Regions from separate parts of the Dromaius novaehollandiae genome. Here region 2 is linked to region 1. The links are chromatin contacts, called in public Hi-C maps. All regions are on one chromosome and are shown on one strand. Each heading gives the region's core, a stretch centred on a gene start, on an enhancer-like site or on the middle of the called end of the contact. The rest is flanking DNA. Distances are from core to core; before and after follow the strand shown.

Evidence for each region. Hi-C and Micro-C count contacts between places; a contact is called where the count stands out from the background.
Region 2: a contact with region 1 is called in a Hi-C map of ovary, with 3 times the contacts expected there. The contact joins the enhancer-like site here to the promoter of CMAS in region 1. A contact is called at or near these places in 3 of 4 Hi-C or Micro-C datasets (brain, liver and ovary).

What each region holds. Positions count from the first base shown.
Region 1 is chr1:71,115,652-71,121,497 of bDroNov1.hap1, reverse strand. It overlaps CMAS (cytidine monophosphate N-acetylneuraminic acid synthetase), which reads left to right and starts at 3,459. Exons shown (of 8, transcript XM_026092682.2): 1 at 3,459-3,786; 2 at 5,247-5,389; 3 at 5,624-5,779. The coding sequence starts at 3,596.
Region 2 is chr1:71,265,569-71,271,310 of bDroNov1.hap1, reverse strand. No RefSeq gene overlaps it. Among named protein-coding and RNA genes, the nearest start is that of LDHB, 36 kb to the left of the region's middle. Within about 2 kb of position 3,155, at least 1 of the 2 cell types and tissues checked has open chromatin away from gene starts, as enhancers often do.

The DNA of each region.
Region 1 (5,846 bases), core at 2,210-4,709:
GCGAATGTTCCTATCTCACTAAGCACTGTTACCAGCAGTCCCTTCAGGAGCAAGATGTCAGTATAAATATGGAAGAAGCAAGTCAGAATGTATCTAGGTGAGGTACATGTGCTCAAACTGGCTCAGTTACCCATTTTAAGGTACTGAAACGATTGGCTGACAAAATCTAAGAACCAGAAAGAGATATTGATACTAGAAAGGATAAAAATGCTGCCTACTTTAAAACTGGGGAGAAGGGAAGAGCCTGGGAACTATCTGCTACATCAACTTCAGCAAGTAGTGTGACACAATAACAGCAGCTCTCTAGAGCAAAGTTGTTTGAGTACTCAAATTCCATACAAAAGGGCCTTCAGGCGGTTTAATTCAGATTAACTCTAACATGGTTCTGTGAACTAAGTGACCATTAGCAGTTTACGTGCTTTGAGACTCAGTTCAGAAGTGCACTCTTGATCCGAACTAAAATGTTAATATAGATGCATTTGGACCATCATTTTAACCAATAACCTGGAAAAAATGCTGGAATAAATAATCAACAAGTGTTGGTAAGCACCTAAAAGACATCAAGGCAGTTAACAGCAGTCAAGAGTAACTTATCCAGAACAAGTCAAGTCAAAACAATTTCATTCTACAAAAACAGGCCTGTGGCTAGAGGAGGATGGAGTAAATCCATATCTGAAGTTTAGTAAAGCTTTTGACAATGTCTCACATGACTTGCACATATGTGAACTACAGTAGTGTGGTTGAAATGAAAATATTATAAGGTGGGGCCAGGATGGCTAGGAATAAATTCAAGATACTGCATTGGGCAGATACAGTTAGCTGCAAAGATATAGGTTGGAAGTATCTGGCCAGGCAAAAGCTCTTGCAGAAACAAATCTCAGGTTAGAGTGAACCACTGGCTGAATTAAGTCAAGCGTGTGAAAATAAGAGAAGTATACAGAGATTTATAAATAGGCATACAGCCTTCGAGATATACGAAATAGTAATTCTTTTGGTTTACTCACTTGCAGTATTATGTTTAGTGTCGAGCACTAAATTTTAAGCAGTCCAGAGGAAAATAATGAGGATCATCAGAAGTCTAGAAGAGTTGAACTAGGAGAAAGATTGAACTAACAGGCTTTCTCTTGAATAGTGTAAGAGGAGAGGGGATACCTATTTTCAAATATGCAAATACCTGCTGAAAACAGGTAGGAAACACTTTGTTCTCTACATCTATTCTGGATAAGACAAGACTTAATGGACTTACACTGCAGAAAGGAAGATTCAGTTAAGACTGGGAAAAGCTTAGCAATCATATGAAACTCTGGATTGCCTGGAGAGATTATGGAATCAACTTTACTGAAGAATGGGTTTAAGAATGGGTTAGATAAGTGCCTGTCAAGAAGGACATAGGTATTTAAGATACTGCCAGAGGACCCTTCCAGCCCTGTGATTCTATGAGTAAAAGATTTGCTCCTGGTGTGAAGGGAAAAGTGAATGCCAACAGGTTTTTAATTAACTACAGACTTGTAAAGAAAACCTTACTAGATGAACCTCATCTAGAAAATCTATAATGTTTGCCAGATCTTCTAATGTAATTTCTCTTCTCTATAAATGAAAGTGGAATCCAGGCTCAGCTCCCCATTTAGGATATCCCTGGCTTTGAGATACTAAAGTGAATTATGTAGATAAAATATTTTTTAAACATTATTTATTGTATTGTTATTACTATTGATAAATCATCCAATTTCCATAATGTGATGAACCAAAATACAGAAACTCAATGTTTTTAACCCATTTCCACTTAGCAGGCAGGTGTTTTGAATATTGTAACAATTATCTGAGTCACCTAGAAAGAGATTTACTATAGCTTATGTTTTCTTATTCTTCAATTGATAAAGCTTTGTATATTCTCTTTAAAACATGAGTAATTTTATCATAATACCTTCCAAAATGCAAAATTCATGTTTCAAAATGTATGGAAGAGACAATGCAGTAAGAAATATGATTTAGGAACTAATGCATACATATTACATGATAATACATAGACAATACACTAGATAAGTGCTGTCTATGACTTCTTTAAAGGAATTCTCAAAGATCTGCACAAAATCATATGATTTAAAATAAAAGTTAGTCCACAGGAACACATTTTGTTGAACTCCATCTCTTGTGGGAACAACAGCCTCTGACAGAAGGGTAATGATAAATAGGTAGGGGCTTTGATGTGACAAAGGCCTGAAGCTCTAGAGTTCAAAAAGACTTCAAAAGTAAGTGCACAAGAACTGGTCTGTAGGAAATAGGGAACTTAGCAGCTTGAGGCTACTAGTTTCAATCTCGCCTAGAAAAACGTTCTGAAAGGTGTTGCCATGATCTGCATAGGAAAAGGTGATCTGTCTCTCTTTGGTGTGACCCTTTTGTACAGATGTCCACTTCAAAAACAGCAAAACAAAACCCCAATAATTATTCTTTTTAAGCCTCCAACTATAGCTGAATAAAACTGGAAAGCATTTCCTTTGGCATTGGTAGGTGAGACCCTTCCAGTTTGTGACACGTCTAAAACAGTCTGAGGACAACTGCACTGAACTGGGTGTGATACATTTCCATTGAGGATCAACCATGTGAGTCTTCAGGACTGACCTTACAACACATTTTACCTGCCCCTATTTTCCATTTTCTGAAGTTTACTAAAAACCATGCTCCTCTACAGTCTTATATTGGTAGTGTATCACTTTATTTTAGCCATCTAGTCTTCTACGAGTTAGTTTATAGGACTTAAGAGAGGGTGTTTTTATGTTTTCATACACTTTGAGCAGATGGAAAATAGAAGTGGTGACTGAAACAAAATTCCTCCTCACATATAAAAAAGCTCCGATGTGATTACTCTGCCCTCTGCCGGGACTCATTACACAGAAGGAAATGACACAGGACAAACCAGTCAAGGATAAGGATTTATACTAGCAGCTGAAGGAAAACAGCAGAATCTGGTTTATGCAGTTTTCCAGACATAACGTTGCAGTGCTTGCTCAGCTCCCTGCTGCAAGGGCTATGTGCTGTTCAGTACCACAGCTAATGAGCCTAAAGCCATCTTGGACATGTTAACATGAGAGGCAGCTGCACCTCAGACTGATTTTTTTAAGTGCACAAGCTTTATTAAGAACAGAGCCTCGTGATTCATACCACAAGGCACTCTCCACTGCACCCTGAAATGTTATCTAAGGAAACATGAGGTGGCCCCATCTCACAGTCAGGACAGTGCTGCGTGTGGGTACCCCACACCAAAGAGTGGCCATCTCTTCCCAGGTAGAAGGAAGGCCGTCTCACGCCTACTTCCCCCCACAACGATGCGTCCAGGGGCTCCAGGCCCCCGACCCGATCCCCTCGCCTCAGGGCCCCTGGCCGACCTCAACTCCCACACCCAACGGCTTCCCGCCGCGCGTGCCCCGCCCGCCTACACGCATGCGCGGCCGGGCCGGCGCCCGCCCCAAAGGACTACATTTCCCAGCATGGCCCAGCCCGCACCGTGGCAGGCACCGCCGAGCCTCAGGGTGTAGGTAGAAGGAGCTGGCAGTTAGGGCGGGGCGGACACGGGGGGTTCGCGGAAGGTGGCGGCGACATGGAGGCCGGCGCGGGGGGCTCGCGCGCGCTGCCGGCGGGCGACGCGCGGCCGCGGGGCCACCTGGCCGCCCTGGTGCTGGCGCGCGGCGGCAGTAAGGGGATCCCGCTGAAGAACATCAAGCTGCTGGCCGGCGTGCCGCTCATCGGCTGGGTGCTGCGCGCCGCCCTCGACGCAGGGGTCTTCCACAGGTGCGCATGCGCCTCCACTCCGCCGTTCCCCCCCCCCCCCCCCGGCGTTGCGGCGGGGTTGGGGGGGGGGGGGGGCTGGCGCCATGTTAGTGGAGGGGACGCGGGGCTCCGCTGCAGGCAGAGAAGGTGGGCCGGAGGTTTTGGGGTGCTGGCTGAGGTGCCGGGGAGCCCCGGCACGGGGGGGGGGGGGGGAGCTGCCTGGGAGCGTGGCGGCGGGGGGGCCTGCCTAGGGCAGGCTCCTGGGGCAGCGGCCCCTTTCCAGCGGGCTTAACCCTGAGAGAGTCTGACGCAAAATCTTAAATACAACTACCAGTAGAGAGACTCATTCTGTTATTATAGAGGGAGCAGTCCGTCCCTCGGTGTCAGAAATTTTCTAGACCCCTTTAAAAGCGCTGTGCCATCAGTCAGTGTACATATTACACAACAAAACTTTGTTAGTTAAATGGGTAGAGTATGTTTGAACTAGCCAACCTGAAGCACAAGGAAAATATCTCTCACTTTGGCATTTGTTTACATGGGTGTGACTTGATGTTGCTGTCATGGTCATACTTATTACAGTGATCCCATGATGTCTTTGAATGGAAAAACTTAAGCATCATTTGCTATGTACAGTATGTTGAGAATGCCAATAGTTTTGTAAGAATAAACTTTTTCACTTTTTTTTATATATATACTGTATGCTTTTCTGTAAAAATGATTGCAGCAGTGGTGCACAATGCTCAGCCAGTGTTTGTCATCACCTAATAGCCAGATTTAGCCCTTCCCTTTGTAAATGTTTATCATACCTAAATAATAACAATCTTGCTTTACCAGTATGAGAGCTTTTTTGTGCCAAAATGTCTGTGATGGCAACTCAAAAGGCTCTTGCCCTGGGATTGGAAGGAGACTAACCAATACATTCCATTATACTTGCAGAATAAGCTAATTCTATAGCTGAGTAGCAGTTTTGTTTGTTGTCAGGATTGTTTCTGAACTCCTGAGTGATTCTGAATACATCATTTCACCCATTCATCACTCAGTGGTCTGTTAGTGGGCCTAGCAAATTGTAGCATACTGACATTGCATATTTATGGTAACATTTCTGTATTTGGTTTTGCTCAAGCAACCTACATGCATGGTAGATCAAGTACCATACAGTATTAAATTGAAATGCAGCTCAGACTTGAGAGTTTACAAACTAGCAAGTGTGTTTTTGTTCTTTATTTCTAAAAGTTGTTCATTCTTGTACTGACAGGGACGTTTTAACAACACAAGGATATAAACTAGTTCTCTTTTCTTCATTGCCAGATTTAGTCCGTGGATAAGCCAGGGTGTTGTTCAGGTTAGCAGGCTATGACAGGCAAATTAGTAATGGGTTAGCAACCTATTGCTTCTGTAGCCATTATGTTTCATTTTAATAGGGTCTGAGGCAAGCTAAGTTGTTCATATAATTATTCATTTCTGTCACTGTCTGCCAACAGTGTATGGGTTTCTACAGACCATGATGAAATTGAGAAGGTTGCAAAGCAGTTTGGTGCTCAAGTTCATCGCAGAAGCCCTGAAGTGTCTCAAGACTCTTCTACTTCTCTAGAAACTATCAGAGAGTTTCTTAATCGTCATCATGGTACATCAGTATTATTTGTTTGGTTCCAGTAGCAAAATGTGCTGAGCTTTTGTATTTTATTATAAACTTAGAAATATGATGCATTTATTTTATTTTATTTAGAAAAATAAGTAAAGCCTGTACTAAATATAAGCTAGTAAGGTTCTCCTTTTTAAGTGGTATTTGCTCATGTCACAGTTTGCAATTGTGTGCATTAAAAAAATCACTGTTTCATAAATGTTTATTTTTCTTTAGAGGTTGATATTGTAGGAAATATTCAAGCAACATCTCCCTGTTTACATCCCAGTGATCTTATAAAAGTGGCAGATCTGATCCAGAAGGAGGGCTTTGATTCTGTCTTCTCTGTTGTAAGACGGCATCAGTTCAGATGGAGTGAGGTAAAAAAAGGAGGTAATATTTAGTTTTTTCTGGTTACAATTATACTCAATAAAAATTCTATTCATGTAGTTTACGTTCA
Region 2 (5,742 bases), core at 1,906-4,405, 150 kb before region 1:
ATGTATATATGTATATAATGTAAAAAGACCACCAGATCTTATTTGCCCTAAAGAGAAAACGGGAGTTTGGCTACTCTCCTTTTGTAACAAGCCTGTGCTTCCTCCAGGGTGACTCAACTGCCTGCACTTCTGCAAGACTGCTTATTAATTTGGGTGGCACAAGAAGAACTCTCTTTAAAGGGAAAAATTGCCATGGAGCAAATTTTTAAGAAAAAGGCAGGGGTATAGAAGCTTGATTTTGAAGCACTTCATGTTACTGGCTTGTGCTGTGGCTAGAAAGGGAGGTATGGGGTTTTAGAGAGGTTGACTCCTAAAAATAGCCAGGAAAGTAGGCTAGAACATTGTTTGCAAGCTAGCTGTGTAGTGAGCTTTTAGCATGAGCATAGCAAGGACTGCCTGAAGGCAATCTATGAACTTTTTTTTTGATCTCATTTATTCCCTATCTCTGTATGTTTCTTTCCAGAAGGCTTTGTTTCTTTCTTTTAAAGAAAGCCTTTCTGAGTTAGGTGCACTAATGGAGAAGCAAGAAAATGAAAACTCACAGAAAGAAATACCATTCTGTGCTGTGCATAGTCAGCCTATGTGAAGCCACCTCTTGATACTACATTTAAGGATGCACTAGCAAGTTAAAAGAACTTGACATACATGACCGATAATGTCTACCATTATATTACACAGGGTTATGAGAAATATGTGCTCTTATTCATGAGAATGAGTCATTTTCTAACTGTCTCACATTAGTAAGATACTTTCTCAGTTGACTCGTATCTTCAAAATAGCTTTTTTTTTTTTTTTTTTTTTTTTTTTTTTCCTTTCTGAAATGTCTGGCAATGACTTCTGTCAGAGAATGCCTTCAGGAAAAAAGCAGTTTTCAAACCAGGGTTTGTGGATCTGGGTCTGGATGTGCACATATGGATGTGGGTGTGTCAATGAAAAAATAAGCAAGCAAAGCATTTTTGTTCAAGCAAAGCTTTTTTGTTGGTTTATCATGTAAAAGAATCAGTGCTTTCACTGTTTCTTTTACAGGTTTGAAATTGAAAAAGTTTGGAAATTTTTAGTGCTCTAAGCCAGTCTGATCCTCTTTTAGTGTTCTCAGATGGACCATAGTCTATGGAGGTGCATAACACAGGATTTTAGAAAAAAATTGGAAAGACAATTCATTTGTAGGAAAGGTACAAAACCATGCTACGGAGGACTAATGAAGATATACAAAGATAGCTGGCCACCTAGTGCTTCATATACTAGTTGTCAAGAAACTTGTCAGATGTTCATTCTGAGCTTAAGGGTTTTAAAGTACCATTTTTCCCTACCCAGGCACCTGCATGGTGCCAGCTTATGATTGCATCCTGCCTGCAGTGCCGGTTTCTCCCAGCACCAACTATGGAGGTTTCACAATGATGAAACAAGATGAGATTTTCCAGTGATGGAGATTTCTCTGGGTACCCTTATGGTGGAAAATTTCTTCCTTAATCTAGCCATAATTTCTTCTGCTGCACCTTGACGCTGTTGCCTCTTGTCCTTTCCCTGTGCACCTCCGAGAGCCTGACTCTGCCTCCTCTCCTGTGAAGCGGTGGAAGATTGCAAACAGATCTCCCCATAGGCATCTCCAGCCTGGACAAGCCCGGCTCCCTCTGCCTCTCCTCGTGCAGCGTATGCTCCAGGCCTCTAATCATCTCGGTGACCCTTTGTGCTCCCCAGGCTGTTTGTCAAAATCTTGTCAATCCATTTATGTCCAACAAGAGGAATGCGGCCACGGCCACAGGTCTGAATTGTTCAGGGCACATGTATGAACATGTAGCTACACAAGTTACATACCAAATAATTATTGCATACTGACACGTGGCCCAGCAAGGAACCATTACGAGGTATAGCTGAGCTGCACTCGCTTCCTTGCAACCATTAATAGCCGTGGAATAAGTCTCACTTTGTTTGTTATGACGGCTGTCAAGCTGCTGTACTCTAGCCGCTGCATTCAGGCAGTCCTCCTAAATCTCTACAGTACACCAGGGCATTCATAGGGTCTAACCTGACTTTAGTTTGTGCCTCCACTTTGCATGCTGCGTGTCAAAAGCTGTGGTCAGAGATAATATTCATGTCCCCATGTAAAATAGGGTTAGGATCAACAATTCAGCTTTAAGCCAAAGACAGTTCAAATGTTAATGGCACAATCACCTCACAAATGTCATTTGCATCCACTTGATTTTAAACATTCCTCTGTTCTCATTCCCTCTTTGATCAATATGCATTATACTTTTATTCATAATGCAAAATCTTCCATGTCTCACCTTCATTTATTGAAAAACTTTGTCCAAGAGTTCCCAGTCCTACCTTAAGCCATGATTGGGCCTAGTTTTTTCCCAGCTTTAGGAAAAAGTTCTTCTCCTTGCATTTCATGGAACCAAAATAAGGGAGAGTGCATGCAGGGGAGAAATTCAGGGGTGAACGACTTGCAGCCTCCCTCATCAGGAAGACAAGGGTTCTCAGTGATTTATCAAGATGTTGCACTTTGGCATTTTGACACATTTATTGTTACGTGGTGCTTCCTCCTGCACAAAAGGAGATTTGAAGTGATTCACCTAGGATTCTCCAGGGTGGGCTGCAGATTTTTAGAAATAGTTTTCCAGTATTGTATAGGAATTCAGCAAGCTGTGAAACGATGAGGGTTCTGAAGGATTAGAAGTCACATTTCATTTATTCCTGAATGAGATGTTCAGTTTTCCCTACTTGATTTACCATGTTAGCAAAATAAACCATGCTATTAATAAGCTGGTATAAGCTGCACTGAAGTGTAATGAGTCAATCCTTTTAAATAGTTTTCAGTAGATGCAAGATTTAGGATTAGCCTAACAACTTAACCATAATATGCATTTAACTGTTACAGCAGTGTGTGAGGTATTAGTCTGAAAAGGGAAGGTGATAATGCATGTTTTCACATAGAATGAATGAAAGTTTGCCAAAACTCTGACTGAAATGATATATGACAGTCCCTACATTGGCACTGTCCAGTTTTGCTGTTCCATCATATTTGTAAGTGGGATACAGGAATCTCAAATGCTTGTAGGGAACTTTTTCCCTCTGGTGTATATGCCTGCCTCTTTTCCACTGGCTGCATTTTGACTCCAGAGAGGAAAAAGGAAGCTGGCTTTTTTTTCCTAGAGGCCTTCTTGCTTCCTAGTTTGTCCGTGTGTGAGTAGGTATGTGCATCACTGACATCTACTGACCAAGTTAAAAATCACATCCTTGTCAGACAGGAACTGTCTTCGCTTGTAGTTTTTAATGCTGGATGCAAAAGCTGGTAGAAAAATTAAGAGCTTCCTCTCCTAATTCTCCAGTGAATCTAGATTCATAATGTGGTACGGGGGCATTTCTCCCAAGAAAGTCTATCTGAAATGCCAGTGCCACCATCACCCAGGCTTTGCTGCCCACCTCACCGCATTCATCCCAGTTCATCCTTACTTTATTGCAGAGGTGCAAGTGCTTGGCCCACAGGGACGAGGACCAGATGAAAAACCCAGCTGTGCCTCTGTGGAGCTGTGTGTGAGCCAGCATCACCTAGGAGGAAATTCAGTCCCAAGGCCACATGGGCCACCACATCAGCAAAACTTGCATGAGCTGAAATCAGCAGGCTAAGTAGTTGGTTCGATTTTAGCCAGGTACACTTCTCATGTTTTCATCTGTCAGTGAATAAATAGGTTCTAATAGGGAAGGAAGTTGGATATGCAAGTAACAAAGCTCTCTCCCAGGTCCCTGGTTAAAGACCTGCAGAACTCAATAATATCACAACACTGTTCATCAAAGCCCATTAACCTTTCTCTTGACTGTACCAATCACTTCAGAGAAAATTTAAGAAATCCTATAGTAAACCAGTGGACATACAACATCTCTCCGCATCCATCAGTTAATGATTATCACTCGTTCCAAAGCACAAATGCTTATTTTCCTTCTTTTAAATCCCAGCTGATGCTTCTCTGGAAGTTGAGAATGTTCCTTCAGATGTCTAAAGCCCATTTATTATCTGCTTGGTAAACTTCTTTTTCTTTCTGCTATTTTTAAGTCTACTGTCTCTTACTTAACTACATTATAAGAAACAAGAAAAACAAGCATCTAACCCACATTTTCTATATTATTAATTATTATTGAAACATCTGATTCCTTTCTCTACCAAGAGTCATCCAGACCTCTTTCCATACCCAACATTCTATATTCATTTATTACCCCATCCCTTTCAAGGCTTAAAAATGCTAATATCTATTATTGAGCTAGTTCTAGGCCTTGTAAAATCAGTGTGTATGCTTAATCATCCCCCAGGTGCAGCCAAGCCACTTGCCAAAGCACAAAGGCTATGAGCAATAAGGACACATCCCAGGGCACAGAGCACAGAAGGGCTATGCTTTGCTATGGGATTTCTCTGTTGCAGAGGCACAGGGCTGTTCTGCACCTTGTGCCGGGGCTGCGTGCAGACAGCCTAGGTTAGCACGGCACATGTCAGCATGAAGTGGATGCACACAAAAAAGGCACATGGACCCTGAGCTTCCTGGAACTATGTAAAGGAGACTATCCCCAAGGTGGAACAGGCATAAAGCGACATTCATGTGCATACGACCAACTGAACAGGTTGGTCAAAGAATAAATACTTCATGTTGTACTGTCAGACTACGCCAGCAAAAGAACAGCTCCTATCACACCCTGCCTGTCTTTGACTCTCTTAATCTTTAGAGATAAGCTGATTAGACTGCAAACATTTGCAAAGATAAGGAAGTGGTCTGGGCCATTATCAGGCATGCTATTTTCAGAATGCTCTCCAGTAACGATCTTTATGAGGAATGCCATTTAGTTGGCTTTTTATGCATGTTATTGCACAGTTCCTTGAAGTTGGGTTTGGGGTTTTGGGGGGGTTCTTTTGAAGAACACATGCTAACACTTTGACCATGACTTCCAGAAAGGAGGCAAGAAACCTCCATACTTTTCTTAGAAAAATAGCTCTAGGCAGGGATGAGAAACCCTCTTGTTCCAGTGCAGTCCAGATCAATGGTGCTATGAAAAAGATTTCTGGGTCAAGCTGAAATGCATTAGTCAGGGAGTAAAATGTATTCCTGCTTCCTTGAAGGAGGAAGCCAGTGGATGCGGCTCCTTGCTGACTTCCCCCTCTGAAAGTTAGCAGCCAGAAATAGCTGCTATTTAACAATGTGTATGCTGACCTCTCGTGGCAAGTGAGCATTAAAACCACATACCTTTCACCGAAAGTTGGAAACTCAAAACTTTTCTCTTAAACGGAGGTGACAGTGAACCGGCAGGACAGGGGCCAGAGGCTGGACAGAAATCCTTGATGCAAGCAATATCTAACAAGCGGAGACAATAATTTATTTACAGAAGTCTGGAGAGCAACTACCAAGAAAAATAAAATGAGCATTTATAAATGTAGTAAGTCCCTTACCAAATCTTTATTTTTCTTGTGCTTATAGTGATTTTGGTGTATTACAATGACTTGCCACCTACCTTAAAATACATTAACTGTGGATGAAATTATTGGAGATGTGAAACTACAACAGCTATTTTAGTCAATGTGCTCGTAATCCTCATAACGTGGTGCTAATTCGTTGACTTACGCCAGATTTCATTTCTTGGCAGTGAGATATTTTGAGACAAAGAAATAAAGAAGTAACACCCAGAGGACGTGCTGTCAGCGTCTGTCTCAGTTTCTGATATAGCACAGTGAAATAATGTATGAATTAAATGAGTTTC